3 separate regions of the Mus musculus genome follow, and all the other regions are linked to region 1. Evidence: chromatin contacts called from public HiChIP or PLAC-seq and promoter capture Hi-C data. All regions are on one chromosome and are shown on one strand. The core of a region is the stretch at or near the end of the contact, and the rest is flanking DNA. Distances in the headings are between cores, read along the strand shown. Region 1 holds the start of Kcnh3 (potassium voltage-gated channel, subfamily H (eag-related), member 3). Region 2 holds the start of 1700121M21Rik (a long non-coding RNA gene). Region 3 holds the start of Cers5 (ceramide synthase 5).

The links. Promoter capture Hi-C pulls out the DNA fragments that hold promoters and counts their contacts. HiChIP or PLAC-seq counts read pairs in DNA pulled down with a chosen protein or histone mark.
Region 2: a contact with region 1 is called in an HNF4G HiChIP or PLAC-seq map of pancreatic cancer cells. The contact joins the promoter of 1700121M21Rik here to the promoter of Kcnh3 in region 1. A contact is called at or near these places in 1 of 39 promoter capture datasets (liver) and 2 of 115 datasets of contacts at active chromatin or transcription factors (embryonic forebrain and pancreatic cancer cells).
Region 3: a contact with region 1 is called in a promoter capture Hi-C map of hippocampal neurons, with 2.9 times the contacts expected there. The contact joins the promoter of Cers5 here to the promoter of Kcnh3 in region 1. A contact is called at or near these places in 3 of 39 promoter capture datasets (hippocampal neurons and liver) and 1 of 115 datasets of contacts at active chromatin or transcription factors (pancreatic cancer cells).

What each region holds. Positions count from the first base shown.
Region 1 is chr15:99,222,418-99,226,262 of GRCm38.p6, forward strand. It overlaps Kcnh3 (potassium voltage-gated channel, subfamily H (eag-related), member 3), which reads left to right and starts at 2,175. Exons shown (of 15, transcript NM_010601.4): 1 at 2,175-2,634. The coding sequence starts at 2,559. Gm46538 (a long non-coding RNA gene) reads right to left here and starts at 3,456. Exons shown (of 3, transcript XR_001781769.2): 1 at 2,730-3,456.
Region 2 is chr15:99,913,161-99,917,005 of GRCm38.p6, forward strand. 1700121M21Rik (a long non-coding RNA gene) reads left to right here and starts at 1,804. Exons shown (of 3, transcript XR_875663.3): 1 at 1,804-1,879; 2 at 3,360-3,450. It also overlaps the pseudogene Gm20564.
Region 3 is chr15:99,770,510-99,774,354 of GRCm38.p6, forward strand. It overlaps Cers5 (ceramide synthase 5), which reads right to left and starts at 2,006. Exons shown (of 10, transcript NM_028015.2): 1 at 1,674-2,006. The coding sequence starts at 1,870.

The DNA.
Region 1 (3,845 bases), core at 925-3,424:
AAAGACAGGGAGGAAAAGAAAGAAGGAAAGAAAGAAAGAAAGAAAGAAAGAAAGAAAGAAAGAAAGAAAGAAAGAAAGAAAAGAAAAGAAAGAGTGGTTCTAGCATAGCATCCAGTACCTAACCAGGCTTACCAAAATAGTGACCGGAATGGCGCTAATACAAGCAGTGTGTCTCAGACAAGGTCCATGACCTTCGTGTTTTCACTGGTGAATAGGAACGGCTTCCGTGTTAAATTAGCAGGGGAATCCGAGAAGAGCACTTATTCAGCACAGAGCCCTCCTTGCCTCGGGAAATACGAAGTTCAGTCATTCCCAACCCCAACTACTCCGCCCGATTTAAACCCAGGTCTCTAGCTTCCCTGACCTCCGCAAGCCAGCCCAGGTCAGTCCAGGTCACTGATCTGGAAGCCTAAACATGACCTCGAGGATATAGTTTGGACCCGTTAGACCTGACCACCCCAGAGGACCAGTGATGTCTATGCAACTCAGGTGTTTTGGGAGCAGGGACTGTTGTAGATGGAACCCCGACTTTGTCCTCTTCTCTCTCTCTCTCTCTCTCTCTCTCTCTCTCTCTCTCCTTCCTTCCTTTTTCTTCTCCCTTTGTGAAATAACTACCCCGGGGCGTTTCTCAAGATCCCTCTGAGACTCAAAATCAGACAATAAACATTTGCATGAAGCAAGTGCCGCACATTCACTGTCCTGGGTATATATGCCTCCTTATTTCTTCCTCAGAACCCACAGGGGTAGTTATTATTATTTCCATTCCACGGATGAAGAGAACTGAATCACAGAAATGTTAGTAAGTTGTCTTACAAGAAAAGGATTATCTCCTGGACAGCGAGTTCAGAGCAGTACTTAAACCCGGCTCGGCTAGCCGAGTTCTGCAGATGACGCTTTCAACAACAGCCTCGCCCTGGCTTAAAGTGAGCTTTAAAATATTCCTCTGTTTAGCGGGATGCTATCTAACTCCTGGAAAGAAGGTTGCTGCGAGGACTGGAGGGGTTACTCTTTAGCCCTGACCCATCAGGAGTCGGGAACCATATCTGCGGACATTTCAGGCTCGCCTGGGAGCTGGATTTCAGGGTGCAGCAGACTGGGAGGGGGGGACTTCCTCCCTTTCTTCCCAAAGCTCCTGTTCATTTAAATACAGGTGCCTTGAGCTTGGGCTTTACTAGCTGCTGACGGGTAGTTGGAGCAGGGTATACTCCTCTTTCCGACGCTGGTGGCAGTGGGTGTGTCTCCTGCAGGGGAGCAGTGCTGAGCTCCGGCTTCTTCCATTGGAGAGCAAATTGCAGTTTTGGCCCCGGCGGCTTCTCTGGGCGCGGGCGGCAGCCGCGCTCACTGGCAAATCGTAGGAGGGAGGAGGAGCGGCGCTGGCAGGAGAGGCCGCGGGGACGGTCGCGGCGCGCGGGGACAGGGACAGGAGACGGCCGTCCGCCCCTGCTTTCCGCCTCCTCGCTGGAGGTGCGGGCTCCGGGGAGAATCGAACTCCGCGACTAAAGGGGGGGGGGGGCTAGCCAAGCACACACAGGGTTCCTGGACCAGCCTCTGACCCTCCCGCGGCGACAGAAACTTGAGGAAATGCGTGGGGCGAGCGGAGGGCTTGGAGTTCACTTTCCCAATGCGCCCTCTGCGCTCCGGGGTCTCGCCCAAGGCATCTGGACCTCACTCTAGCCTCAGGTTTCCTCAGCTCCTGCTTCCACTTTTCAGGGGAGCCGAGCCGCATCCGGGAAAGGCTTGACTGAACCCGGGGGGAAAAACAGGTTCAGAAGCCTCCCTTTTAGAGAACTCTGCATAGTCAGCGCTCCCCGGGGGCCCCAAACCTTCAACTACTGGACGTTCCCCGCCACCTAGTCGCCAGTTCCCGTTCTCATGACATTATTCTCGTTCCGAAACACATCTACAACACACTCACACACGCTCACGCCCCCAAGCCTTCCTCTGATCCCTCTGCAGGAGAGAGAAGCCCGAGGCTGTCAGGCTGAGCCCACCCGGCCCGGGTTCTCGCCTTAGGGAGTCTGGCAGCGCTAGGGGGCGGCAGCCTTCCCTGCCCCCACCAAGGTCCCAGGGGAGGGGGATCCCTCCGCAGGAGGCCTGTCTCTTTAAGGAGGCGGCCCTGACTGGGTGTGCCCCGTCTCCATGGTTACCCCGGTGCAGGCGGCGGTGCGGGAGGTAGGCTGCCGCTTCTCCCCGACAGACGGAGGGAGCTGCGGGGACCCGGCGCTGAGCCGAGCCCAAGCGGGAGCCACCCCGCTTGCAGAAACAGGAGCCGCGGGCGGACCAAAGGTGCAGAGTGCGCGGTGGCCGCGGGGCCTGCAGCCCGGAATCCGTGGGCGGCGAGGGGTCGCGCGCGCGCCATGCGCCCAGCCCCGACGGTGCGGACGCCCCCTTGTGCGCCGGCAGCTGCTGGGGCCTGCGAGCCTGGGCCGGGCATAGCCCCCCGACGGCTACTCTAGGGGGCGCGGGGCCCGGCGGGGGGCGGCCGAGCCAGGCGCCCTCCCCCGGCGCTGAGTCCCCGCGCCCCGGAGGGATGGGGCGGGCGGCCCCCGCCGCCTAAGATGCCGGCCATGCGGGGGCTCCTGGCGCCGCAGAACACCTTCCTGGACACCATCGCCACCCGCTTCGACGGGACGCGTGAGTCAGGCCCTAGCTCCCTAGCTTCCGGGCAGTAATCCACTGTCGGAACTGCCACCTGCTGCTTGGTGCCCACCAGCCATCCCCTTCCTCACCCCTCTTGAAGCTAGGGCCATTCTCTCCTTCCAGTAAGTGAAGGTTTCCCGGAGGTTTTCAGGGTCAATACTGTAAGATGTCCCTAGGTGCGGGACCGGGATGAGTCAATCTGATCCAGCCTGTCTTATCCTCAGACCTGGCGCGGTTGCAAAGGCCGAGTCGGGTGAAGCGCGGAACCAGTCCTGGTGGACAGCGCAGAGGGCTCACAGAGCCCAGATTTAGAAATAAGATTTGCAAAGGAAGGTAGAGTAGGCGGGATTCAGCAGAGAACTGTGTCTGCAAGCGTATCGCACAGTCTAAACCCGTCGCTTGGAATGCCCACCCGGCCCCAAAGAAGCTGAGCTCCTCTGAGCTCGGGAGACTCACATCCGGACTGGGGAAGTTTGGAAAAGGCAACTTGAGCTTCCAGATTCTGAGTTCCTCTGGCTCTGAACACAGGGAAGTCGTGAAAACAGGGTCCCTCCCCCTCTCGCTCCAGTGGGGCTTCCCAGTTCTGACAAGCGTTCTCCCTCCTGTTGTAGACAGCCTGTAGGAACTCATCACAGAGCTCCCCCACCCCCCAGGCTTCTCCATCTGCTTTGGGCTTGAAGCCTGCTGATTCAGCACCCCTCACTCCCCAATACATTCTTGGCTCCAGGCTCTGTTGTTCAACCACTATCCACACACCGCCATTCTTGATGGCGTTCAATAGTCCCTGAGCCAGGGTGTGCAGCGAACGGGGCATCGGATGCATGGTGGCCTGCTTCCCAGACCAAGCGGTTCTCCGTGGGAGGAGCCACACAGCCAGCCTAGTTATCTAGTTAAGGGATGAACCTGGCAGAAGCCGAGGTGGGCCCAGAGCAGGTGGTACAGTCTTTTGGAAATCTCCAGCCCCACCCCTTACTCAGACTGCTCAGGACACTGCACAGCAGTGCCTACACAGGACTGCGTTCAGCAGTCCGCACTGACATGGTCCTCTCATGCACTCCTATGCATTCAGCTGGGGACCCTCCCTTGAGGACACCGATACCCAGGTGTGCATGCTAAGCCTCATTCATGAACCGGTCATGACCAGCATACACAGCTTCCTTTGGGGACGAAACCCCACGCTTTGGTGGGGTTTGCAAGTAGTTTGA
Region 2 (3,845 bases), core at 554-3,053, 690 kb after region 1:
TGTAAGCAGCCCCTCTGAGGAGGGGGCAGACACAGCGAGAGGAAGCCCAGAGTCTCCTGCAAAGCAGGTCCAGGCTTTGGCGAGATCCAAAAGAAATCTAAAACTCTCCCTTTTCTAAATTAAGGACTTAATGAAGAAGCCACATGGCTACTCCCCATAAGCAACTGACTCCCAAGAGTGTGTGTGTGTGTGTGTGTGACTGCAAAGGCCAGATGAGAGTGTCAGGTGAATGTCAGCATGGTGGTCTATGCCTATGATCCCAGCACTTAGGAGGTAGAACAGTCAAATCAGGAGTTAAAGGCCAACCTAAGCTACACGGAAAGCTTGAGGCCAGCCTGGACTACATGAGCCTGGATCTTTAAATCAATAAGGTTGTGTGGGAGCTGGAGAGATGGTCCAGCAGTTAAGAACATTTGCTGCTCTCCAGAGGACCTGCGTTCAGTTCCCAGCACCCACATCTGGTGGCTCACAAACACCTCTAACTCCAGGCCCAAAAGGATCCAAAGCTTGGCTCCCTCCAATACCTCAGTCACATGACATACCTGCGTGCAGACAGAAATGCCTGCACATATTCAAATCTTTAAATAAATTAGTGGTCTGGGGAGTTGGCTTTGTAGGGAAAGTTCTTACCATGGAAGAACCTCATTCATCTCCCCGGGACCCATGTGAAAGCTGGGTGTGCCACACCAGTCTGGAATCACAGCACCTGGGAGGCAGACACACAAGATTCCCTGGAGCTCACTGGTCAACCAGTCTCACTGGATCAGTGGTCTCCAGCTTTAGTGAGAGAGCCTGTCTCAAAAAGTAACATGGAGCGGGACTAAGGAAAACACCCCTGTCTTAGGGTTTCTGTTCCTGCACAGACATCATGACCAAGAAACAAGTTATGGAGGAAAGGGTTTATTCGGCTTACATTTCCACATTGCTGTTCATCACTGAAGAAGTCAGGACTGGAACTCAAGCAGGTCAGGGTGCAGGAACTGATGTAGAGGCCATGGAGGGATGTTCTTTACTGGCTTGCTCAGCCTGCTCTCTTATAGAACCCAAGACTGCCAGCCCAGAGATGGTCCCACCACAAGGGGCCTTTCCCCCTTGATCACTAATTGAGAAAATGCCTTACAGTTGGATCTCATGGAGGCATTTCCTCAACTGAAGCTCCTTTCTCTGTGATAACTCCAGCTGTGTCAAGTTGACACAAAACTAGCCAGTACAACCCCATATCAACCCTGCCCTCTACATACACACACATGAACACACTTGTGCACATAACCACATGAACACCTACATATCACACACACACACACACACACACACATTAAATAAGCAAAAGAAAAGTTTGTCTTTAGTGCAATAAGGAGCCAGTTAATCAGGAGAAGATGGCGACGGTCTTAGAGATGCTGGGGAACAGGTGAGAACATAAAGGTGTTTTGAAAAAAATATAAAATAGTAAAACTTAAAGCCAAAGTGAATGTATGAGAGAAATAAGAGTGTGTCTGCCAGGTAGTTTTCTGGGGCCTCTGGGCATTAGATTATTTAAACTGAGACCAACAGCCAAGTTCCGGTGTTTCCCCGAGGCTGTGCTCAGCTCTCAGGGTGCAGGCCTGGAGGGGGTCAGAGTGTTCAACTCTCAGGCCTGGAGGGGGACAGAGAAGACTGTACTTAAGCTGGGCTGTGGTCCAAAGTAGACCTGGAGAAGTGCAGGAGCTGAGAGTGCAAGGAAGGGAGGGGTTATAATTACCGACCTTGCAACTCAAAGGAAGAATAAAAAACATTTGAAACATTGTGGAAAGGTTATTTTGTTTGTGCAGGGTAGGAGCCTGGAGAGAACTTCGAGCAAGGAAACCGCCCCAGCTGTGCACGGGCTCGGGGCAGCTGTGCGGTGAGTCAGTGGGTCAGTGTGTCTCTTCTAGAGCACCCCGGCAGCTCACATCCTCCTGTACCTCCAGCTTCTGGGGATCCAGCTCCTCCCGCCTCTGTGGGCACCTGCTCCCACCTGCACACACCTCATGCAGACACAGGCAAAGCGTTTTATAATGTGTGTTGTTGTATACAAGACACTTTGTTTTATAATGCGTACTGTAAGTATCAATATGTTTTTGATCTACCACCTCTCTTTCACCACCCAACAACTTTGGCCTCAAAGTCAGTTCTGATTTGACCTTTGTCTCCATTTTGGTTTGCATTTTACTTCCTCCCTTCGGGTTCGTTCCCCCACCCCCACCCCCACCAGGTTTATTCGATACAACACAATCTCTAACTTCAGTGAGGTGACTGGCCATGTTCACCACCAAAGCAGCCTCTAAACTGGAACTCAGTTGCTGAGCCAGCCCCAGCCTCAGCTTTCTTGTCGGCTACAGGAGCACAGCACTCCTTCTGCAGATATCTCTGTCTGCCTCCCCTCTTGGGAATCTTGCAGGTCACTCACCCTGTGGACCCTTGGGCTGAGGCCTGCCAGTCTCAGGATGGGATGGCAGGCATGATTTCCAGACGTAGGTGTAGGTAATCTCAGAGGTACTAGATGCTCTCATTCGTAAGGTCCCAGAAGAAGTGTCTCCAGGCAAACTGCTCCTTCATGTAACCTCGAGACTTGAGACTGCATGGCTTTCATTATATGAAGGTTATGCATGTTCTTGTCTGCCAGCTCAGGGTGTTTGGGCACGTGGACATCTTTCTCGGCAACCATCACGCCTTCCTTAAGGAGTTCATAGATGGCAATCCTGTTCTTCTCAGGCATCAACATCACGGCTGTAAGGTCTGAGGCAGAGGCTGGAAAAGAAGCCCTCTATTCATTTTAACTTGATCTATTCTTTTGTTTTGTTTTTTTCAAGATAGGGTTTCTCTGTGTAGCCCTGGCTGTCCTGGAACTCACTCTGTAGACCAGGCTGGCCTTGAACTCAGAAATCTGCCTGCCTCTGCCTCCCAAGTGCTGGGATTAAAGGTGTGCACCACCTTGGTCTATTCTTTTAAACATATCATATAGGTAATATGTTGTTTTCTTGTGTGCAGTGTTATGCTAAACAAACGTCCTTCCGCTGAGTTGTAACTCCAGCCCTTCTTACAGATTTTTGTTTTCTTCAGGTGTTGTTTATTCTCTTTTGTTGTTTTGAGACCAGGAGCTTTCTGAAGAGGCCTGCCTTGAGCTCCGGACCCTCCTGCTTCTATCTCCCAAGGCAGGGATTATGGGATGCACCACCACCCTCTCTCCCAAGGCAGGGATTATGGGATGCATCACCACCCACTCTCCCTTGGTTTTTCCTTCAGATTCATTTCCATTATCTCCCTTTATTTCCTTGGGATGTTTATATAGTTGTGTTTTATCTTATTGACATTTGGTTGACTTTTGTTGTTGTTGTTGTTAGTTAACCTGTGATCATTTTCTCTCGTGGATCGGCTCTCTTGATGGGAAACAGATGGCACAGAAGCCCGGATCTCACTCCTGATGAGCTAGAGGTCAGCTTTGAAGAACCTCATTGCCTTTCAGTGAGAGACTTACCCTTGACTCCGTTCCTAACCATGTATTTGTTTTGCAAATGTAGTAAATAGAAAGGGGTTCAGCTCAGAATTCTCCTCAGATGTAGTCCCATGTATGAAGCCTGGCTTTACTCTTTGCCACCTTGGTTCTGCTGAACCGTCTGTGTGTGTGTGTGTGTGTGTGGGGGGGGGGTGAGTGTGTTATAGAGACACACCTGTGTGCTCCTATGTGAAGACCAGAGAGAGGTCACTCTTTATCTTATTTTTGAGTCAACGTCTCTCAGTGATCTTGAAACTCACTGGCTGGGCAGTGAGTTCCTGTGACCCCTCTCCTTCCTCCATCCCACTCCCCAGTTCTGGGGTTATAGTCATTC
Region 3 (3,845 bases), core at 756-3,255, 550 kb after region 1:
ACAAGCTGCTTGTCCTTACTGGATAAGAAATATCACATTAGAAAGAATGCCTGTTCATCCCCTTGACACTGGAGTACCATAGAAACATGCAGACAGAATTCCCATAGGGGAAGGATCCTTTCCAGTGACTCCTCCAGGGAATAGTCTCCAGCCATCTGGGGGAACCCTTTAGAATTGGAATATATACTCTGTGTGTGTGTGTGTGTGTGTGTATGCCGATAGCAGAGGTAAGTCACAAAGCTTGTTATATATCTGTATGAGAAACAAAGACTATTCTTATGACAATGGAAAAGTGTATTGGATTGTCTCTTTTCTTGATAGTTCTTGCATTTCATTTTCAGCCCTCACTATGGAAGAGAATAGCAGGATCCAGTTTTCTCCTAAGCCTGCACCTCCACCTCCACCTCAGGGATACTTAAGATAATGATGGTTATCTTGAAAAACTGTAAATTCTTGGGGGCCCAGAAAAGACTTTGAGTTTCACTTAATCTATTTATTATATATTTACTTTTTGCATCTGAGTGTCTGGCATAGCACTTTTAGAAGAGATAAATAGTATTACTAAATACAGATTAGTGACTAGCTGGATATAAGAAAAAAAACCCTTGTAGACAAATCAAAGAAGTAATCCAAAACAGATACTTCTGAGTAATGGATTATTTTGTCTAACCACATCTCCACACTAGAAAAGGAATTCTGGCATCAGTGTCGTGTTTGTTCTAGATAAGGTTTTTACAGAAGGCGTCTCTGCCTACGAGGAAAGTACTTCCTTGGAGTTTGAGTAAGCTTTATCAAAAACACAGCTATGATTGATCCTCATTACAGATCGCATCAGATCCTTGAAGAACAGTGTCTTTTTGGCAGCAGATAAGACTAGCCCTTTGAAGAACGGGGTGGGGGTGGGGTGGGGGGGATCTTCTGCCCAGAGCATGTAGCTGGGCAAAGTATGTTGTGAATACTACCACCTTAGAAGCTGGTTCACAAAGCTGTTTCCAATAAAGTCTCAGGCTCCATCGCCTTCAAAATGACCACTTCTCCCATCTCAGGCTTCCAAGGCCCGTTCAGCAGTTCCTCTTGACACCTTCCCCAAATGTTGGAAGCCTCAGGCTTCACCACACCCTATCCTAGCCAGACGTCTGCTGTCATACTAACACGTTCACGCGCTAACAAATCAGGGCTTGGGGCCTAACTGATCCTGTTGTTTCAAACCCCAGAAGTAAAGTAACTTTAGCAAACATTACATCTCATGCATCCACCTACGTCGCTCGGAAGCTCTGGCGCTTGCACTGAACCCACAAGCTTCCAGGACCCCAGCTAATTCTGGTTCTCCCAGGCCCTTCCCGTTCCTCTCGCCGGGCACTGCGGGAGCACGACTCACTCTTGGGTTCCTGGAGATTGGGAGGCAGCCTTCGAGAGCTCCATGCGACTCTGTGATCTGCACTTCTGAGGCCCAGCACTCCCCTCGATTCTCTCTCACTCGCCCACACCCTAGACTCGCGCGGTCTGCGCGCACGCAGGCTCCAGGGGCGCGTCGCCGGGCTCCGAGCATCCCCGCCGCGGCCCGGGCTCCCCGGCTCCCCCGCCCCGCCGCCTCGGCTTCCGGCCCTCGGTCTCCGGCCCAGGCGTCCCGCCCCTACCCCCCGCCATCCCCGGCCCCGCGCAGCAACGCTCACCGCTCAAACAGCATCCTCACGGAGAAGATGCACACTGCCAGCGGGAACACCGACAGCACGTGCTGGGCGCGCGGGTAGCCGTAGCCGTCGCCCGGGCCCTCCAGGTCCGCCCAGCTCACGTTCTGAGGCAGCCAGAAGCTCTCGCTCCACAGCCAACCCCACAGGAGGCCCAGGGTTTCCGCTGCTGCAGTCGCCATCTTACGCGCGCCCGGCGGCCACTGCCGCCACAGCCTCGGAGGCAGTCAAGGCAAAAGGAACCCGCTGGGAGGCGGCCCCGAGGCGGGGCCCGGCCTACGGCCACCCTCTTCCGTCCCTGGGTCCTCCCAGCCGCCCAGCCCGCCTCTCCCGCAAGGATGGCCTCCTCCCCGCCCATCCCGCCTTCCCGCCCACTTCTCCGTCGCAGCAGCCCAGGCCCCTCATGTGGGTCCCGGCCTCGCCCCGCGTGCCCATTTCTTCTTGGCCACGCCCACCTGTCCTGGTCACGCCCCTCACCTGCAGCCCGAGCCACGCCCAGTTTCTTTCAGCAGGTTCGACATCACCATGGTCACACCCCTACCTCAGGCTAGTTTCTCCCTTTTGGAAACACTCTTCCTAGTCCAGCAGATTCAAGTTCTTTCTGGCTCCCGGCCCGGCTATACGTTCCTGATCATCACTTACAGTCCCGGTGTCCCAGCCAGCCGGCTGTGCTGTTCATCCTAGTTGATTCCTCCTCCTCCTCCTCCTCCCCCTCCTCCTCCTCCTCCTCCTCCTCCTCCTCCTCATACTCCTCCTCCTACTCCTCCTTCTCCTTTTTTGCACTTCCTTGATCTCCACCCCCCTCCTTGGCTTTAGGCCTTAAAAGTTACCTTCACTTTTTCTCAGAGAAAACACAAGGCTTTGAAATATCTTTACATTAAAAGCCTGTAATTCCAGCCTCCACTGTAATCCCACTTGGGGCTCAGGGTCGTTCTCTGCAAGTTCAGGGCCAAAATGAACTTCATGAGACCTCCCCATCCCACCCCCATTCCCTTTTGAGTGTCTGTGGGAGGTAGTGTTTCACAGCTGACGGCTCCGCACTTGGGTGACCAAAGGGAGAGAATTGTCCCTTCCTTTTAAGACCAGTTTGCATACAGTACAGGACAAAAGGTTCCTCCTCTCCCCTCTTGAGGCAGAAGGTAATGGGGGGAAAAAAAAGCAACAAGGCAAAAGGAAAATAAATGACCGCTAGTTTTAATGACATCTGTCATGTAGCAGTTTATGAAGGAATAAACTGAAGTCCAAAGAGGCAGAATAGTTTGCCCAAAGTCATATAGACCAACAGCTGTAATTAGAAAATAATTAGAGGGGCTGGTGAGATGTCTCAGTGGGTAAGAGCACCCGACTGCTCTTCCGAAGGTCTGGAGTTCAAATCCCAGCAACCACATGGTGGCTCACAACCATCTGTAATGAGATCTGACTCCCTCTTCTGTAGTGTCTGAAGATAGCTACAGTATACTTAGATATAATAAATAAATAAATCTTAAAAAAAAAAGAAAGAAAATACTTAGACTCCAGAACTCTCATTTCCTTATCTTACAAACCACCTCAACTTTATTTTTTTATTTATTTATTGTTTCCAGCCCGCTTGGGCCCAGATCGCTTTGGCCTATTTATTTATTATATGTAAGTACACTGTAGCTATCTTCAGACACCCCCAGAAGAGGGGATCAGATCTCATTACAGATAGTTGTGAGCCACCATGTGGTTGCTGGGATTTGAACTCATGACCTCTGGAAGAATAGTCAGGGCTCTTATCTGCTGAGCCATCTCTCCAGCCCCCCACCTCAACTTTAAATGGTCAGAGCAAACCTTGAACTCTTGTAAATCTACCTAAACAAGGAAACAAACCAGAGACCAGGCAGTTTTCAGAGGACTAAACTGTCCTTCAATTGCCAGAGAGCCCTGAACATTGGTTAAAACTTAGCTACAAGGCTAATAGCCAGGAACTAACTGGGGACAGCGGTGATGGTAATCTCAACTTACGGTCTGAGGACAACAGATAAAGGAACTTCACAACTAGTAGGGTATGTTTAAAGTGTGAGGTGAGGGCCAGTCATGAAAGAGCCACCCAGTGAGGACACTCAAAAGTGTTCCTCACCTGAGTGCTTCTCAGACGTTAGCCTTATCCCATGCCGCATATGGAGAGTGTTAGGA